Linked DNA regions of Zea mays: region 1 is linked to region 2. Evidence: chromatin contacts called from public Hi-C data. All regions are on one chromosome and are shown on one strand. Each heading gives the region's core, a stretch centred on a gene start, on an enhancer-like site or on the middle of the called end of the contact. The rest is flanking DNA. Distances are from core to core; before and after follow the strand shown.

Region 1 (6,019 bases), core at 807-3,306, 340 kb before region 2:
CCAGCAATCGCCCCCGTCAATTCTCTAGTGTGGTCTTCAAGCGGCTCTACTCCCCTAGCATTGCCTCCATTGGAGGTTCGACAATGCCCCATGACAGATCCACCAGCTCCACGACGCACTCTAGCAGCACTGGTGGTGACTCGACCCAGCGCTGTGTGCACACGTTCCCCAGGCTGCGTAACAGCAAGCCCTACTGCCCAAGCCCACTTCACCAAACACGCCCTTCAGCCCTTCCTATTGACGTCGTTCAAGCAGGCCCAGCAGCAGACTAGCGGCCAGTTTGTTTTGGCTTTTCGCAGCTTTTGGCCACCAAAAGCTGCTGCGGACTGCCAAACACTCAGCTTTTCAGTCAGCTTCTATAAAATTCGTTTGGGTAAAAACCATTTAAAATCAACATAAACATATAATCGGTTGAGTCATCGCAATAGTAGTAATCTGTCACTTTATAGATCCTGAGCTTCATGGACAACTTTATCTTCCTCAGCACGTAATCCTAATGATACTCAGATTCTCTACACAGCCAGATTCTCCCCACAGCTAGATTCTCGGAAAAGCTGGTCAGAAAAAAGCTGAACCAAACAGGCCCTAGGCCACCTCCACATCCCACTGATGTCCCTGCATGGACACTATGGTCCAGATATTGGGATTAGCAATCCCTCACCAGCAATTTCAGCACCACAACCCTCTTGATATTCAGTAGAATACAAGCAATATTCATGCTACCAATTTCAAACAGGGGGTACAAGATTTTAAAAAAACTCAAATAGAACTCCACTTGTGTTAAGTCCAACAGCAAAATTATACATTTGTATCATCAGCTACAGCTATAGCACAAGTACATATGTATCCCTTATAGGTACAAGATACGAATAACATGATATTTATCCATTGCACATTCAATTATAATCATCTTCAAGCACAACTAATGCTAGATTGTAGGCAGCCATCCACGCATGACACGTGTGTGCATGGAATTTCTTGCACAACTATAGAATGTGGCAGCCAGATTTTGACAATACAAGTATACAACTCAATGACCCGCTAAGCAAATAGGTTCAAGTCATTTGACATTCTGATATCTAGATACTAGTAATGGAGGGTAGAATATATGATCAAGAATCACATGGTACATAACAGCATAGTGGAAATTATGCTGCATTCTTATGCCAATTGTTACATAAAGGCCGGAATATGGTTAATAGAAGTTAACCGTCACGAGCATACAAACAAGGTGAGCTGTAGAACAGGAGCGCTGACAGTTCAACCCCCAATCCACACACACACCAAATTCCATGTAACCCTTCTTAATTGTTTGTGAACCAACAATTAGCTGTATGTAAAAATTGCTAAGTGTTTCTAATCATTCATGGATCCGCCAATCGCCTAACATCCAAAAACGTACTCCATTACAGGAATCAGGAATGCAACATGCACCACCGAACAAGAACAGTGGTAGCCTCGAACAATGGTAGCCTCGACAACAATGGCATCCGCATCTATGCTAGTACTGCCGCACAGGAATGCAACCGATGTAGCAGCGCTCGACTCAACTCCCATACCCTCCTGATGTCATCCTGCAGAGGTTGCAAAACCCACCCCCATAGCCCGGTATTCACACTGCATCCAAAGCGACACCCACCGATCTCACGACGCACGAAACCCTAGCCCGCCGCCACGCACCACGGGGCCATAGAAAAAAGGAGGGAGGTGATCCGTACCGTCGTCGAGGGGCACGAGGCACTCGTAGGAGATCTCAAATTGGAAGGGATTGAGGAAGGCGGTGGGGTTATCCAGCACCGCCACGTTGGTGATGTTCACCGCGCTCATCGCCGCCGCCGCAGCCGCCGGGAGTAGCCGCTCGTACTCGAGCAGAGGGGAAAAGACGAAAGCGAGGCACGGCGGCTGCGGATCGGATTTGTGGTCAGGGGTTGCTCTGCTCGAGGGCGCGACCTTTCAAGCGGGTTTAATGGGGAGCGGCGGGAAGCGAATTTGGGTTGGCGGGAGACGGCCTGGAGCCCGATGTTTGGAGTGAGAGGGCCAGAGAAGCTGGGGTCTGCGGAAGCCGAGAGAGTAGAGGGGACGACGACTGTCGAAACTGAACTACAAAAGCGAACTCTAATTTCCTAATTTGCACGAGAGCCTTAATTAGACGGTGGTAATATTCTCAAAATTTTGAGGAATCGCACAGAATTCTCCTAAAAATGGACTTTCTACATATATCTTTCCTGATAAGCAGCTGCGATCACATTCGTTAGGCATTAGGCTAAAGAAGTAGCAGTCATCGTTGATTGCTCACTAGCGCCGCTCTTGGTACCAAGACTGATTCAACAGAAACAATGGAGACAAAGCCCTGACGGAATGAATATACATGAGCCCGTGGTTCGATAAGACGATAAGAATGGTGCCGTGTAATCATTCCTCGCTACGAAATCGACTCCCCAGATATATAGCAAACATGTTACCAGCGTTCTCTTCAACAAGCCTAGTCAAGGTTCAACTTGGACACCATAATAATACAGATATAAGACAAAACAAATGGCTTGGTGCACACAAATCGCTCAAAGAACTGGGTAGAACCATGGTGACAAAGGGACCACGACATGAGCGGTTCCAAGGCAAGAAGACTCCACCTCACTTTTTTAGAACACTGCACACCACAAACAGAGAGCAATATTATGTGCCGTACATACATCGAAGGAAATATCGTGCTGCAACAAAGTAAACTAAAGAAAATGTCAGAATGGCCATAGGGCATGTACAACATCGATTCTATATTGTGGTTCCCCAAATACTAAATATAACTAAGAAACCCCTTCGTACAACCCAATGTATCTAAGTCTTTATTTTAATTACTATAACCCCTCAAGATACGACTCATTTAGGTCTTGTTCGGTTATTCTAATTCCATATGAATTGGGCTGTATTAGAATGGATTGAGATGTATTTTAACTTGATATGGATTTAAACCGGTTTAATACCACTCCATCCATATGGCTTAACGGTGAAACGAACAAGCTCTAATAGAACCGTATCTAGACTTAGAGAACTCAGAACCGTGCTAGAGACGTTCCTTCACTAAAATACCGTCTCTTGTGTTTTTTTGCACTTACCCCCTTGATACCCCATAAGATACAGAGCATTTATGTGGGTTGTACATGCCCTAATAGTGGTACTCAGGCATACCCTGGTGTCCTTCAGGAAATTAAACTGGATATTACTTACTTGTAAAGGTAGGCCGCAATACCAAGAATGACACACAGAAGGATGATGTCGATGCAAAAGTTGCGACTTGATCTAAGCTGGTAACAAGTCAATGTGAAAAACAAATGGTACGAGGTCACCAAACTACTCAAGCATTAGTTAGCAAGTGTAGAACGGAAGTGCTAAGTTCTTACTTGAAGAACAGTCTCCTTCAGTCTCACGTTGGTATTCTTCAAATCTGCATTGGCTCTATCCACCTACAATCATCATTATGTAGCAAAATAAGAGTTGCTAGACAATTTCTGGGAGCCAACGAAAACTAATGGCTGCCAGATAACAGACCTTATCATCCATTTCGTCCATCAGAGGGACTTGTCTGTCCAATTCCTGAAGATCGCAGTTACTCAGTTAGTCAGTTAGTTGTCCTTAACTTACTAAAATTACCATATAAAAAAATCAAGTGCAGCAAACAACCTCATTCATATCAGATGCCATGTTTTTCAAAGTTTCCAGTCCTTCACCAATAACGTCCAAACCTTCATCCTGCACAATTTTATTGCCAAAGACAAGTTACACCATATGACAAATTGAGAGGAAATGCATCCAGTAGCAAGAGAATATGAAACAGAAAGGAGGAAAGTGGCTCAGTGAATTTACCTGTTTCATTCTGCGCATCTCATATTCCCGACGGAACTGATTAGATTCTTCTGTCCCCTTAAAGTACTCATCATCAAAGTTTCCATCTGTATGTTTTATGTAAAGTTAAAGAGAGAAATGACATCAGGCAGTTATTCAAACATAAATGAAAGTCAAAACTAGAAGGATCTTGAGTCTGACTACACATGAGGTTCAGTTTGATAGATGGCTTTCCAATAACTAGGGAGCAACAATGTTACTTATTTTAGCCTGACTTATTAATCTAGGTGGTTATGGTTACATTTTCGAATTGGGCACAGTGGTATTTTGAATCACATGTTTCATTGTAATACCCAACTTGGGGATATAAAAGAGAGGAATAAAATTAGCGTAATGTCTTCTCCTTCATAGAACTATTATGAGACATGATTAAAATAAATAATTCCCCAATAAAAGTGCATCATGCTGGAGTTTTGTTGTTGTGCATATAATAATAATAGCAACATTATTAATCAAAATATGATGATAAGGAAATTGAATAGAATCTTAGATGGAGATTAGGGTTTAAAAAAATAGAAAAGAAAGGAGAAGAGATAAAAAGAAAACCCTAGAAATTGGGGAAAAGAGAGGAAAGAAATAAATATTATACAATACAAATTAGAAATTTTAATTACACGGCTTCACCACATTTTGTATGACCAAAATTCATAATTAGTCTGTATACAATTATGCCACAAAGTTTAAATTAGTTTGAAGCTTGGAATTTGGAAAGAAGAGATAAAACAAAACAGAAAAGGATAAAGAAAAGAATAAAGAAGTAGTCGCGTGGGCTCAATCTTCTGAAGCCAGCCCACCTAACCCTACCCACGCGCGGCCCAGTTCCTTATTCCCTACTCGCGCGGCCCGGCTTTCTCCACGCGCGCGCTTGCACTTCACTTCCACGCGGGGCCCACTCGCCAGGGCATTCTCCCACGCTTGCGTGGAGTTCGCGTCTCTGGCGTGTGAGGCCAATCTGTCAGCCCTCGCCACACCATGGCCGAACGGCTCCTGCTCAACCACCTGCGCGATATTCCCAGGCGACGCGCGCTCCAGTATCGAACCTGGCGGCCTATATGACCGCGGGGCTGAGCCGAGTTCTCCCCTATCCCCTTCTCTCCATCGTTTAGTCTCAGCCGCCAGCACACCGAGCTCGTCGGGGGAGACACGAGTCCGCCACCGTCGATCACGTGAACCGCGGGCACCGGGCAATCCGTGGTGCATTCCTGTGTTGCGTCGTGACCCCTTGAAGCTTCGGCAGCCGCTAGTTTCTTCGTTGGTGTCGCGGCTCTAGCACATTTGCTCATCGGACTAGGCACTCGCCGTCGCGCCGTGCAACACCGTGGACCGGCCATCTTGTTGCGAATTCCGGGTATGTGCTTGATCCCCTGTGTTCGCTTAGGTTCTAATTAGCGCTGGGATTGTTCAATTTTGATTGGGCCGTGGGGCTCGTCGGCAATTTGCGTGCCGCCGTGGGATTTCCCCGTCGAGGCACTCGGCTTGCCGAGTTGAGCGGGAGAAAGAAGAGGGGCCAGGACTGTTGATCTCATAATAAACGGCCCTGGTGAGATGAACGGGGGAGAGGTGTTAGAACCGTTGGATCAGGCGCATGCGGGTAGGATTAGATCCGAACACCGTTTTGGACGCGTTCGCCTGAGCCATAGATCTAAGATCCAGTGGTGGTCAGCGTGTACCGCCTCATAGAGTGGCCGATCTAATCTGGATCCCAGAATTCAGATCGGGCGGCTCTGATCGCTCGATACCTCTTCGTAGAGACAGCTTTGCATTTGAGCCCTCGGATAATAGGGCAATAAACCCGCAGTCCTGCGCGAGTTGGTTCTGAGTCACAGGAATTTTTGTAGATTAACCCCTATTGTCTCTGGATTTCGAGGGGCAGTCCAGTCAGCATATAAAATCAGGGAAATTCATTATAAATTCATTTTTAATACAAAAATAATGGTAGAAACTTGTATAAATCATAGAAAATTCATTATAAATCCTTTTTAGCCCACTCCAGTTCCTATAATTTTGTAATATTATTGTGCATCCATATGTGCCTCTGTTTTGGCATGAAAGACACATTAAAATTTATCTGGCACTTAATCTCATATTAAATACATAAAAACTTGGAAAATTCATAACTTAA
Region 2 (6,078 bases), core at 934-3,433:
ATATTCTCAACCATCAAATGAATAACATGCCAACTAGGTTCAGCTTTTTGACACAGGCTGTTCAATGTTTAGAACATAGAACGAAGGATCTGAAAATAAACTTAAAATATCTGGAATACCATGTCAACTAGGTTCAGCTTATCCATTCCTATCTTAAGTTCCTTTTACAATAAGAATTGGGTTACAGAAGCTGCAGCTGTATAAAATTTTCAGGCAAGAAAGTTCACTTACTAAGCAAGGTACACTCTTGCTCAAACACACTGATGCTTTTGCTCGAACCCGCGGATTCCTGTTCTTGAGGTAGGGCTGCATTCTTGGTAACAGTAGTAATGGGGAGATCCAACTTGTCATCGATGTAAGAGCTGCCTCAGCAGCTTCACAGACAAAACGCTTATCTTGTGAAGCCTTTAGAAACAGCTGCACTAGCTGTGAATGCAGCAGTTGACAGAAAGATGTTTTCAAAGACCTTTTAGCTAATACAAGAAATTTTAAATGAATAGCGATACTCACCAGTGGATCAATAGACTCAACCAGTAGGTCACCATAGACCTTAAAGATGTCAGCACAAGTCATCAGTGCTGTTTTGCATACAGCACTTCTTGGGTTCTTCACAGATTTCACGATAAGAGGAACTAGAGGCTCCCTGCATTCAAACAGTTCGTGCTAAACAATTAGCAAAGGAGATATGATATTCTCTGTCATTGGCATGGATAAGTGGTTCCAAAAGATATGTGAAGAATTTTCCAACGGGGAAACACATTTCTTGTGCATATAATATGATGGAAACAACTTACAGCAGCTCCTGCAATCTTTCCTTGTGATACATCGCCAACTGACGAACATTGTTGAGAGCTTCACATGTCATAACCCAGTCCTTTGAATCCAACCTTTTAACTAAGGTCTGTTGAAAAAGTAGAAACAATAAAACTTAGCTTTGACTAGAACTAAAAACAAAGAGAAACCAATCTGTCCAATAAAATATCACAAATATGCAAACAGGTGCCATACACATAGAGCTGCATCAACATCTGGTAGATCCACTAGATTCTCAGAATCAATGTACTCCACGTCTGCATTTCCAGCCTCGTTTCCATTTGTCACAGCGCCAGGGCAACAAGACGGAACATTTTGTTCCTTGTTGGCACATTTGTTGCCATTCAACACAGGCTTGCTAATGCAGGATTTCACAGAATTGTCATTTCCATTCTCCACGTCTTTTGATTGAGAAACATTGGGTTCTTTCAAAGAGCTTGTTGACATTTTCACGCCCTACATGGGTTATTCACAGAAAAAAAGGCACTTAAGAAAAAAAATGAACAAAATCCAGGCCCTCCCTACAGGTACAGATTAATAAAATAGGTTAGAGTATCTCTGGTGATTATGTGGAACGCTGTCCATACTAAATCGACAGTCCATAGTGCAGTCAACCAGTCCATGGAACAAGGGTCGAGGAATAAAACAACAGTGCAAAAACATAATTAATGGAAGCCGAAATTTAGATGGTTCCGCCGCACCAATAATCATCGGATGCACACTCAATAATCAAGGCACAAAAGCACACTCAAACATCAAGGCACAAAAGCACACTCAATGACAAATGATAATCTAATCACCGACGAGATCTCACCACGTTAAATTCTACAAGTAATAGATCTCATCGAGGCTTAAGGCCAGGACGACTTAGCCTACAGTGACCGGCACACTCAAGCAGTACCCACAAAGGTTTGGTAACTTATCAGCAACAGTGCCACAGGTGGAAACGTAGAACCTAACCGAACCACGCAGCACATAAATCTATCTAGAAGTAACAGAATGTGCAGGAGAATGAACTGGATTCAATCAGCCCACAGCCACAGCGAAGTGGTAAAAAACCACTACCATTACACAGGCCAGACCCAGAAAGGGACATGGGTCATCGGCGTACACTTGCACACACAGTATTCCTTGCAAAGGAACCAGGTAGTACGAATGCGTACAGTTGTAAGTAGATCAGATCCAAATACAGAAAGCCAAATAGTTAAGGCTAGGGTTCCAGTTTTATCGGTTCCGCGCAGAAGGAGCGGAAGAGAGAGGGTGCGCATACCTGGTGAGTGCTCGTCGCCGGCGAAGGTCTGGCGAAGCGCGTCGGCGGTCGCTGCACGAGAGAGAGAGAGAGGCAGAGCACACGCCGGGTGAACGGAGAAGAGGCGTTGAACTGGTGAGGACAGGGTGTTTTTTCTTTCTTTTTCGCTTTGATGTCAATTTTGTCATTGTCTTTTTACAAATAGATCCCTGGCAGGCTGGCAGTAGTGGCAGTGGCAGAAGTATTTCACAATACCTAGATTTTGTACCATGTGTTTGGTTCCTGTACATGGGCCAAGCCCAATACAGTTTAAAGGCGCGCAGGCCCAAACCACGACCCACTCTCTAATGCTATTACATGGCCGGGGCTAGGTCAAGGTCATCAAACCTGTATCCTTTTTTCATTTTTACGTTTAAACATATTCGAAATCTCAAAACGATACGACCGCCGCCACGGCAATGCAGGTCAGCTCAACGTTACATACTTACATATACACGGCCATTGTGGGCACGAAGGCACGCACACAAGGTGGCATCGCCTGTTAAGAGCCCAAGGTCAGTGTCCAGCAGGAACAAGGCTCGGCTGATCGAAGCAGCAGTCAAGTTTCTGAAACCTGGCCTGCAGTCCAGGAATCGCCGCCTCTTGGAGACACGCGTATTTGGAGTATCCATGCAGCAGCAGCAGCGGTGATAGTGCGCCCGGTGCTGCTGCTGACTACGTAATGTGTCCGATCAATTCGTAAGAGATATGTGACACGTTGGCATACCAAAAAAAAATATTAGGTGCTCGCAATCTAGGATCTCTGGGTCTCTGGAAGATTCTACTTGTGGTCAGAGGACTGAAGAGGATACTTCATACTTGTAAGAAGAGCATTCCAAGTAAAAGATCAGACGAGAATGTACCATGTCAATCGCAACCTGAGTATTTATTTGCTCTTCAGCTCAACTGAGTCGGCTTGAGTTGGGGACAGTGTTCAGAAGGTCTCCAACTGTATCGCTGATACAAACCGAGATGTTCCCAGGAAACAGCTGAAGGGCAACACAGGAAATATATGAGCGAATATATTTCAAATCGTAGAAATACAGTTAGTTTGGGACGGGAGCGAGTAATTCTCAGACTCCTCATGTGCACAGTCACTTTTTCCTCATAATACATCCAGGTGGGGTTCCTCCCCCAGTTCACTCTATAAAAAAACTATCACACCTACGGTCACAAGGTTTCTACCCCGTCGATATATATATACAAATGGATTGCATAAAAGAAATTATAGAGGGCGAGAACACTCTGCCGTATCAGTCTTGATAACTCTGGTGTTGTAAGAACCACAGAAACCACACTTGTGGTAGAGCCAATGAAACCGTGACCTGCCTTTTCTCTCGCAGTCGTTACACAGTATATCCTGAAACAGCCACGCAACGATGATAAACGTAATGTGAGCTATATGAATGAAATAATGAAACCGGGACTGCGATAATGGTTTACCTGGCACCGGTCCTGGTATTCCTCAGGAAGCTGTTCTGCAGCCAGCAAACCATCAAGCATGCCAAAATACACCTTCAGAAACAAAAACGTCACATTAGCTATTTTACTGGACTGGAGAAAAGCGCAAACCGCTGTAGGACTTATGTATCGTCGAGAACTGTGAGCAGAATAACATGTCCAAAACTAAGATCAACTATAATTTGGAATGTACGGAGTATTGATCTTCAAGCCTACAAGGGTCCTTGGTCACCCCTCAAATTATTTTGGAGAAGAGAGAGCGCAATAATAGTATGCCTATGGACTGCCAACGGCAGAACAAACCGAAATGGCGAACGCAAAATAACTCCTTATGCTTAAGCGGCGTAGTTTACCGTCATATCTCCCAAGGATTTGCAGCAGATTGGACAAGTGTAGTGGGTACAAGTATATGCCTGAAATAGTAAGGTCGAATGTATTAGAATTAGAACAGCACTTACCCCGTCCATAATAGCAAACCAGAATGCAACTAGACTGCCATACCTGAAAACAAGCCGAATGCATGAAGTGGCCACAAGGAAGGCCTTTAACTGGTGCACTCGATGTAAACAAAAAGTCGCAGCAGATTGGACAGTTCATCTCTAGCATCTTTTCCCGGCATTTATGTTCTATCATCTTTATGCCAAGGCAACAATTGCACTTCATGCAATGAAAAAAATCAGTGCCCAATCCGCTCCCAAGGCGACACAAGTTGCAAAAAGGACAATGGTAGACACTCCTGAGAAACAACCGAGAATTAGGATTGCAAAATATCTCAAAGATTGAACCACGTCAGACGAGAATTTAACTTCAAGTAATAATGCAATGAAGTAAATAAACCAAATGAGGCACATAACACATTTACAGCGTGTTTGGTTTGAGGAATGAGGTAGTCCATCATGTTCTCACTCCTCACTTTCTTGTTTGGTTTGTGGAATGTAATGAGTTGATCCATCACCATTTCATTTCTCATAGTCTAATAATTAGTAATAATAAGAGGAATAAGTTCATTATACCAAATTTGTGGAATGAATTCATGATGTACCACTTTATTAAGAATGGATTGAATCTTTAAACCAAACACCCCCTTAGATCCTCAGAGCTCGCTACTTTAGTGGCTTGAACTTTTTGCATGAAGCTGAAGTTAGAGAAGAATATAGCACGGGGCAATTTACTGTTCATAAGTAGAATATGACAATAGGACTATAATAAAATATCCATATATTTGGTGCTAACAAAAAAATCATCATTGTTTCAACTTTCAAAGGGTAATGGCGGAAACTGGACCACCATGCATTTATGGAATAGAAATGTGTGCACCCTACAAAAACAAGGATTGTTTAGTGCAGAATAAACTAAAATGTTGATCTGCACAGAATTACCTTTCATCATCGAAGAACTTGCATATGCTACAATAATACTTGGCCATGGACAGTCCATTGCAAGAAGGGGATTGACAATTTGGACCAACAGGTTGAACATTCAGACATTGCATGCACATCATCTCCATCACTGATTTCCTACAAATAGCAGCTCCGCAAATTAAGGAAAGTACAATTGATTCATTTTTTTTCTTCATAACAGATTTCTAGGTTACAACAATCAGCAAGTCATATGACAGAAAATGTCGTTCAAGTATACAAATACAAGTTCTTTTGTCCTTATTATGCAAAGCTGGTATACTAAGAGCCAAGTATCCCACTGGAAATAAAAGCTTCAGTTAGAAAATTCAATGACAGAAAATCAATTCATTTCACAAGGGAGGCACAGGTCCATGGCACAACCACAAACATCTATTTCCAAATAAAATGTCATGCTTAATTGATATTGGTTCGATGTGAAAATGAAAACCTTGAAATTCTAATAGCACAACAGGTGCATAAGCATCCCTCAGCAGGAAAGGTGTGGACGGTAAAATGAATGGTTGTGGTGAAGATACCTGTCCATTGTATGGTCACTAACTTTATCGTGACAGAATCTGCAAGTGAATAACTTATCGCAGCATGCAGCAACAAGCTTGCAGTTTCTTTTGTAATGCTCACAGCCAAATATTTGTTTCCCTGGGTCTCGGTACGAAGCAACACATCCAGGTCGTCGTGTACATCCATTATGTCCTTCGACGCTTGGTTGTGGTGATTTCTGCTGAGCAGCTATCCAACGGCTGAAATTTACAAATTTAAAAACACATATAATACAGACTTATTTTCTGTATTCCTAAGGGGAGATAACAATCAGCTTATTTACTTTATTTTTAGATAACAAACCTGGTCATGAGATTTTGGATCAGATAGGCCTTCCTCCTTGGATCAAGAGTAGAATCTCGAGAGACCTTTCGAATCTCAGCCTCGAGCTCACTCTGATTCATTCGGAAAATGTCCTTCCAACCAGGCCTAAACATCTGGTCATTTTGTTCAAGATTCTCCTGAAAATGACTTTCTACAAGGCCAAATAAAAATATCTCAGTGACATAGAAATCCCCGTCCACCATTCTAGAGGAGAGAAAAACCAACTGAACAAAC

Evidence for each region. Hi-C and Micro-C count contacts between places; a contact is called where the count stands out from the background.
Region 1: a contact with region 2 is called in a Hi-C map of ear, with 1.6 times the contacts expected there. The contact joins the promoter of LOC100283736 here to the promoter of LOC100273726 in region 2. A contact is called at or near these places in 3 of 25 Hi-C or Micro-C datasets (ear, leaf and tassel).

The regions. Positions count from the first base shown.
Region 1 is chr6:174,549,788-174,555,806 of Zm-B73-REFERENCE-NAM-5.0, reverse strand. It overlaps LOC100283736, which reads right to left and starts at 2,056. Exons shown (of 3, transcript NM_001156635.2): 1 at 1,719-2,056. The coding sequence starts at 1,827. LOC100283631 reads right to left here. Exons shown (of 9, transcript NM_001156532.2): 4 at 3,859-3,944; 5 at 3,676-3,744; 6 at 3,544-3,588; 7 at 3,396-3,458; 8 at 3,223-3,299; 9 at 2,147-2,647. The coding sequence ends at 2,632.
Region 2 is chr6:174,209,849-174,215,926 of Zm-B73-REFERENCE-NAM-5.0, reverse strand. LOC100273726 reads right to left here and starts at 2,183. Exons shown (of 6, transcript NM_001148136.1): 1 at 2,084-2,183; 2 at 1,009-1,269; 3 at 795-901; 4 at 511-643; 5 at 232-426. The coding sequence starts at 1,260. LOC103630692 (zinc finger protein-related) reads right to left here. Exons shown (of 14, transcript XM_008651747.3): 8 at 5,824-5,995; 9 at 5,499-5,720; 10 at 4,942-5,079; 11 at 4,064-4,298; 12 at 3,916-3,975; 13 at 3,545-3,616; 14 at 3,099-3,461. The coding sequence ends at 3,327.